2 separate regions of the Zea mays genome follow, and region 2 is linked to region 1. The links are chromatin contacts, called in public Hi-C maps. All regions are on one chromosome and are shown on one strand. The core of a region is the stretch at or near the end of the contact, and the rest is flanking DNA. Distances in the headings are between cores, read along the strand shown. Region 1 holds the start of LOC100273484. Region 2 holds the start of LOC100193142 (Dof zinc finger protein DOF2.1).

Region 1 (3,568 bases), core at 89-2,588:
AATAGAAGATGTGATAGGAGATATGATATGTAAGGTGCTAGACAGCCTTACTAATTTAGACATTCCATTATCAATTGCCTTGTTATTCGTGCTTTTTTTCTAGGTTTATCCTTGCTTGGTAAAGATGACAGATTCAAACCATCTTTCTGGTGACCTTACCTGTTACTGTGGGAAGCCGACGTGGCAACGTGTGGTGAGTCACTGGTGCCCGGCCAGCACAGATAAGATCGAGCAGCTGTCGCCTCCCCTCTCGTCCTTCTGCAGCATCAGGGAAATCTCAGAATGGCGCATCTCACTGCCAGCACACGCACAGCTAGAACCCGAGCAGGCTGTTCATACTCTCGTTGGCCATTCGTGACTCCTGAGTAGTGCTATGAATTGGGCCAGATCGACCTGGTCCGAGTATATCGTGCTTCGTATTAAACAAGTTCAGGCCAAAAAATCTAAAAACTTTTGGACCATTTTGTGCCAGACTGAAATGTAAAACAGTGGCCAGTCCGATCCTAAACCACATATTGTGTCTTCGTTGGGTCGTGCCGGCTCAAACTCGACCCATATATTTAACCACATAAAATCAAAATACAACAACAACATAAAGTCCATAATATACTAAATTAAAGATATTAAACAATCCTAACATAATTCGGTCCTATAAAGGCTAAATATCACAACAATATAAAGTTTGTAGCTTACTAAATTATAAAATTAAAAAGTATGAGCTTCACTGGGTCGTGTCGATCCATTTGTGTGGTCTGTGTCGAGGACCCGTTGGGCCAGAATTTTAGACTCAGCCTAGATCCGTCTTTAGGTTGTGTTAGCTTGGTATATATTATTTCTTGTCGGATCGTGATTTGAGCTTTTGTTTTTAGGGCGTGCTCGTGCTGACTTAAAATACCTGGTTCATATTCCGAGCACTACTCGTAGGTCATACCTTCATTCGGAACGCGTGAATTTTGAAGATGTTATGCATGAATTAATTACTAGTAGATGCTAAAAAGCTGACTTTTTCGTAGATCATCGGTCTTGGGTGCTCGTTTCTGATGCCCTGCTGCGTTGCAGTTTAAGTTTACGCGTAGCTGAGAAGGCCCCCCGGCCCGGCACCGGCAAACTGGGGTCCTACGATATGCCAGCTCAAAAACACACTCCCCCACACCACTGTGTCGAAACCCTACCTCACATGATCGCACTCGCACCTCTAAAGGGAGAGCCAAATCCAATCTGCCATGGCCAAGTACCATCGCCCCAAGCAAAGGGCGCTGGGCACCCCATATCTACCCACCAGCCGTTCTCCCTATATATATTGATTGGGAAATTGGGCATAGAACCGGGATCGAAAGGGACACGCAAGCTTCACCCACACAAGGCCACAAGATCCTCCCTACGCCACACGCTCCTCCTACATAGTAATTGCTAACCGCGCTGCGTTGATTCACTCGTCGGTGGCTCAGAGACCTGCACCAAAACAGCCGAGGCAAAGCTTGCCCCGAGTCCTCGTGTTTTTTCCCCCTTTCTCCCCCTTAGTCTTAGGACTCGGCGTTTTGATCCCGCCTCTGGGGTCGCTGGCAATGGCGCGATGCCGGGGGACCGCCGAGAGCCTCTGCCAGGGGCGGCTCGACCTCGACGACGACAAGTTCGGCGCAATGTGCACCACCGCGTTCGGCTGCCTCCAGGAGTGGCCGGACCTGGGCGCCATGTGCGGCGCGAACCTCGGCGTGCCTGCCATGGCCGGCAACGGCAACGAGTCCTCTTGCAGCGGCAGCGGCGGCTCCAGGAAGAGGAAACCGGACGCGTACGACGGCCTCGATGCCACGGTGAGAGGTTCAGGCATGGGCGGTGCTGGTTGCCGGAGCAACGCTTTCTGCTGGATTGTCAAGTCTTTGACTGACAGTTGTGTTAAAAAAATTGAAATTAGCAGGGTGGTGCAAACGACATGAGCAAGAGACCCAGAGGGAAGCGGCTGTCTGGCATCTCTGAGATCGTGGCGCCAGGGAAAGGGAAGCAGGAGCGGCCAAAGGCAGGCACAAAGAAAAAGGCCGAGGCTGCATCGGCGGCGGCGGCGGCTGCTGCTGCCGGCCATAAGACCGACTACATCCACGTCCGGGCCCGCCGCGGCCAGGCCACGGACAGCCACAGCCTCGCCGAGCGGGTAATATTAACAGCTGAGTTACTGGGCAAACATCTTTGCGCGCGTGCCCCATGGTCCATGCTGCTCGTGGGCACCGATAGATCGACCCGACCTGCGGCGTGCATTAGAGCTCATGGCCGAACGAACTGACGTACAGGTGAGGAGGGAGAGGATCAGCGAGCGGATGCGGTACCTGCAGGAGCTGGTGCCCGGGTGCAGCAAGGTCACGGGCAAGGCCGGCATGCTTGACGAGATCATCAACTACGTGCAGTCCCTGCAGAAGCAAGTCGAGGTACCGACCGACCGGCCTGTCTGCCTGCCTGCTTCATCTTCTCCGCTTCTTCCGGCTTGATAAGCTAGTGTCGTTGGGCAATCGCTCACGGCTCACCGGAGTGTCTCCCTCCCCTGCTTGCAGTTCCTGTCCATGAAGATCGCCGCTTCCAACCCGGTGGTGAGCTTCGACATCGTCGAGGACCTCTTCGGCCGGCAGCTGAAGCAGTCACGACGCAGCCCGGCGGCAGCCCTGCCCGCGATGGCTCTGCCGGCCGGCCAGCTGGAGCCGTCCTGCCTTCAGATGAGCCACATGCCGCAGATGCATCCATCTGCAGCGGCAAACTCCACCGGATTTGGGCTGGACATGGTCGTCAACAACCCGTACGCGCCCGCCGGCGCGAGCTGCCCTGTGTCGGCTGCCGCGTCGGTATCGGTGGCGGCCGGACCGTCGACGACCGAGCCGTGCCTCAACGTATGTTAGCTGCAAATCGGTTGTCCTCGAGTCCTACCCTCCCGTGCTGAAGCCTGAACTGAACCGAGTGCCTTGTGCTTTCTGCAGGTGAATGGAACTGCTGCCTGGGACATTGGCTCCCGGAATTTGTTCAGCGGATTTGTTGCACAGTTTCAGTCAGTAGAAAGTGAGTAGCTGCTTCCTGAAGACCAAGCCAGCAGTCACTTGGCCTCATGTGAAATGAAAAAAAACACAGTAGTGGTTAGATCAGGGCAAAATAAACCCCTACGGCCCAACCTGAACATGTTTAAAGTTCAGAGTTCATAATGGCCGTACATGCCATCACGGAATTCCCAAACTGGCGGACGATCCAATAACTCTACCAAAAAATGAGCACATCAAACAAAATTTGACTATGTTCATGCAAATTCAGACTTGTATGAGCCGTGTATATGTTACCGTGAAGTTAAGAGACTTTTATACATTTAACTTCAGCATGAGTGACTGAATCCAGTTACTACTTTCCCTGCAGGCGACTGTTTGCTAAACAACTTCAAAATGGAAATGTAAGAAGAACTAATCCTCATTTCTGGAGTTTTAACCGTGGCAAAATTTGTGGCTGAAGATTCTTTATGCATAGCAGCTGTATTAATGAACTATTCTGTCAGCAATGACAATACGAGTACATTTTTTTCCCTTCAGAGCCAAGCTACACAGTG
Region 2 (3,205 bases), core at 140-2,639, 300 kb before region 1:
TAGGTTATTGAGGGGGGATGCGAACGGATACCTTGCTTGCGGGGTGCGAGCTCGCAAAGGCAAGCTTTAAAGCGCAAAGCAAACGACATTTGAATCCGGAAGAGGAAGAAGAGGCGACAGGGAGAGATGCTTCGGCTCTGCTATATCTGTCTCTTGTTTGCTCCCACACATGCCCCCCTTTCGAACCATGGCCATGGCCGGCCGGCTGGACCCACAAAAACATGCTTTTGAACAGTCCCAAGAAGAAGAAAAAAAATCTCACCCATAACGCCCGCCGCCATACATACGTACTGTACTCCGTACTACGTACATAGACTAGGAATCCGTTTTCGCCGTACGTACTTTTTGGAACTACGGCGCATATCTCAATGTCGCCGCCGCCGACGACGGTCGAAGCAGCGATCCGGTCAAGACGCATGGGCCCAGTTGGAGTGCGCTTTTTTCGGTCGGTTTTCTCGTCTCTGGCCTTTCCTCACTGGGACCGAAATATTCCACGTGGCCGGAGTGGTGTCGTCCTGGCTACGCATCACCACAATCCAAGCCACGTCACTCTGCCTTTCCGGCTAGGCGGCTAGCGTATTTGCTCAAACTGACATTCTGCCGTCTCGTAACGGTGACGCATCAAGTATTCTGATCCACTAGAGAGAGCTACTACAGTACCTCTCTTTATCCTACTAAGTAGCTAGAATATACATTTTTTTCTCTCTCTAAAAAAATTCCATGACATATTAAGAGCATAAACAAATGTTATGTATATCACTGTCATTTTTTTGTAACAAAATAAATGAAGAAATAAATTGGACCAGCACGCCACGCACACGCGCGCACAGCCGATCAATAGCCACTGGCCTGTGGATGGTGAGCAGCCAGCCAGCCAGTAGCGTAGGGGTAGGCTGGTGAAGTGAAGGGATGGATCATGGATGGCCGCCGAACCAGGACGGAGACGGACGGGCCCGGCCGACGACAACCGCGCACGCCTCGGGATGCGAACTGGCGGCGGGGGCCGCGCGGGCCTCAAGGAACCCAGCTGCGGGGACCGCCGGCAGCGCGGAAGCCGACGCGACGAGCTAGGCCGCCCGCCTTTCACTCTTCCGGCCTCCGTCTCTCTCTCTCTCCTCCCATCCTCTCCTCTCCTAGTCTCCCCTCCTGCCGGACGTGTCTCCACTGTCCACTCACCGCGCTCCAGTCCGCCACGCTGCCGGGCGCTGCTGGCCCCGACACCGTGGGCCAGCCCCGGCCCGTGGTGCGCGGAGCCCAGCAACATGCACGCAGCCACGCACCGGCACCGCCCGGCACGCTGCTGCCTGCTGCTGCCGCCTGCTAGCGCTTCTGTCGTACCAGTACTACTGCTGCGTTCCTCAGTTCCTTCCTCGCTCTCGATCTATCACCAAAACCCGCCTGCTAATCACTCCGGTGTGGGAGTTGGGGTTGGGTTCGGGCGCGCAACTTTTCCTCCCCTTCTTATTCACATCTCCTCACCAGCAGCCGCCGGCACCACCATCCATCCATCCATCCTCTCTTCTTCCTCTGCAAATCGATCGCCCGGCCTTCCGGTTTGTTTGCCGCTGCAAATCGATCGCGCGTCGCTCGATCGGTGCATCTATCGTCTCCTCCGACGTACCGTCCTCGCTGCGTACCTTCCAGTTCGTCGATCGACAACAAGGCAGGCACCAGCGGCAAGAAGGAATTTCAGTTAGTGCTCTATAATATGATCAGGTAGGGTAATCAATCAAGTAGTAGCTACTAGCTACCAGCTGTGTGTTTATACGTATTTCTTTTGGTGTGTGTCGTAGCTAGGTTTTGCGTGTTTGCTCGTTGATCTGTTTGGCAGCAGAGAAGTAGAACACACCTTGATCGTCGCTGCTCGTTGCTAGGTCGTAGTCAGATCATATTGCTGCTGGTGATCGACCGACGATGATGGCCGGGGCACCGCCGACGATGCACATCTGCATGGACTCCGACTGGCTCAAGGTACGTATATACCGTGACCACATACCTGGGTTCTTGTACTAACATATATAATTCCTTTCTGGCAGCTCACTAGCTCCTCTCTTTGTTGATCTCTGCGCTATATATCTCTTTAATTATCTGTTGTTTTTTTGTCATAACGTACTACTAAGTTGTATGTCTCTGCTCTCTCTACAATAATGGTTGTTTATTAGTGTAGACTTAATCTGATCAAAGGCAGTGAGATCGTAATAATAACCTTTATGAAACTACTATGATCGATCACAGGAGATATCCAATTAATAGGTCCACAAGGATCGTTATATCTTACTTAAACCAACAAAGAAACTAACCGATGAAACTCTGGAAGGATTATTGCTCACAAATATGTCGAAAAACACAAAGGAAACAACCACATAAACAGTATAATAAAGTGTACTGCACCTGCACTACCGTCAGATTCTTACCCATATATTAATTGCAAGCAAAAGCAACAAGAGAGATAAAGAGAGATCTGAACAAGTACATCTGATCTACATGGCTTTAACTTTAGAACACTGCAAAAGCCGTGTATATCGATCTCTTTGACTGTCGACATAACACGTGAAAAGAACAACGTGAATAAATATACTTGTCGATATTTTACCATAATTTTATTAGGGAAAACACTATTTTTTGTTAATGATAACTAGTAAGTAATAAGCACATATATGTATGAACGGTAGACGATGTTCTTATCATGTTATGTGTTTTCAAGCTTAATTAGACCAGATGTTACCTAGCAGCACGATGAGACCATTCTTCAAATACATGATGGCGCCATGGCGGACATGATGAACGAGCACAAGATTTTATGTAATCTCACTGACAATTCTATCTAGTACGAGTTTATAGGAAGTGCCTGCATAATGCATAAGAAATCAATAAAAAAACGAAACTACGCGCGCGCAAAGGATCAGATGTGTGGCGGCCAGGCAACAGAGACTGACCAACGTGATTTCAAAAGCTACGGATTCACCATTGGCAGATCAGAGATCTAGAAACTCTGATCTACATGATGCCTCCATCATGAAAACCATAATAATCTCTGGATCTTTTTGCACGCACCTCTTTCACGCATTCCGAGGCTTCCATTCTGTCACTGCACGGCTCATCATGATTTGCGATCACTATGCAACAAACGTGGTCTCGTGCTTTTCAGGGCATCGTCGTCCCCGAGGAGCCTGGGATGGGCGGATCGTCGTCCTCACCGTCAGCG

What was found. A called contact is a pair of places that touch in the nucleus more often than the background predicts.
Region 2: a Hi-C map of leaf shows a contact between it and region 1, with 3 times the contacts expected there. The contact joins the promoter of LOC100193142 here to the promoter of LOC100273484 in region 1. A contact is called at or near these places in 2 of 25 Hi-C or Micro-C datasets (both in leaf).

The regions. Positions count from the first base shown.
Region 1 is chr4:165,133,745-165,137,312 of Zm-B73-REFERENCE-NAM-5.0, reverse strand. LOC100273484 reads left to right here and starts at 1,338. Exons shown (of 5, transcript NM_001147921.1): 1 at 1,338-1,811; 2 at 1,916-2,146; 3 at 2,283-2,417; 4 at 2,541-2,870; 5 at 2,958-3,457. The coding sequence starts at 1,566. The coding sequence ends at 3,044.
Region 2 is chr4:165,438,523-165,441,727 of Zm-B73-REFERENCE-NAM-5.0, reverse strand. It overlaps LOC100193142 (Dof zinc finger protein DOF2.1), which reads left to right and starts at 1,389. Exons shown (of 3, transcript NM_001138300.1): 1 at 1,389-1,716; 2 at 1,875-1,971; 3 at 3,149-3,205. The coding sequence starts at 1,915.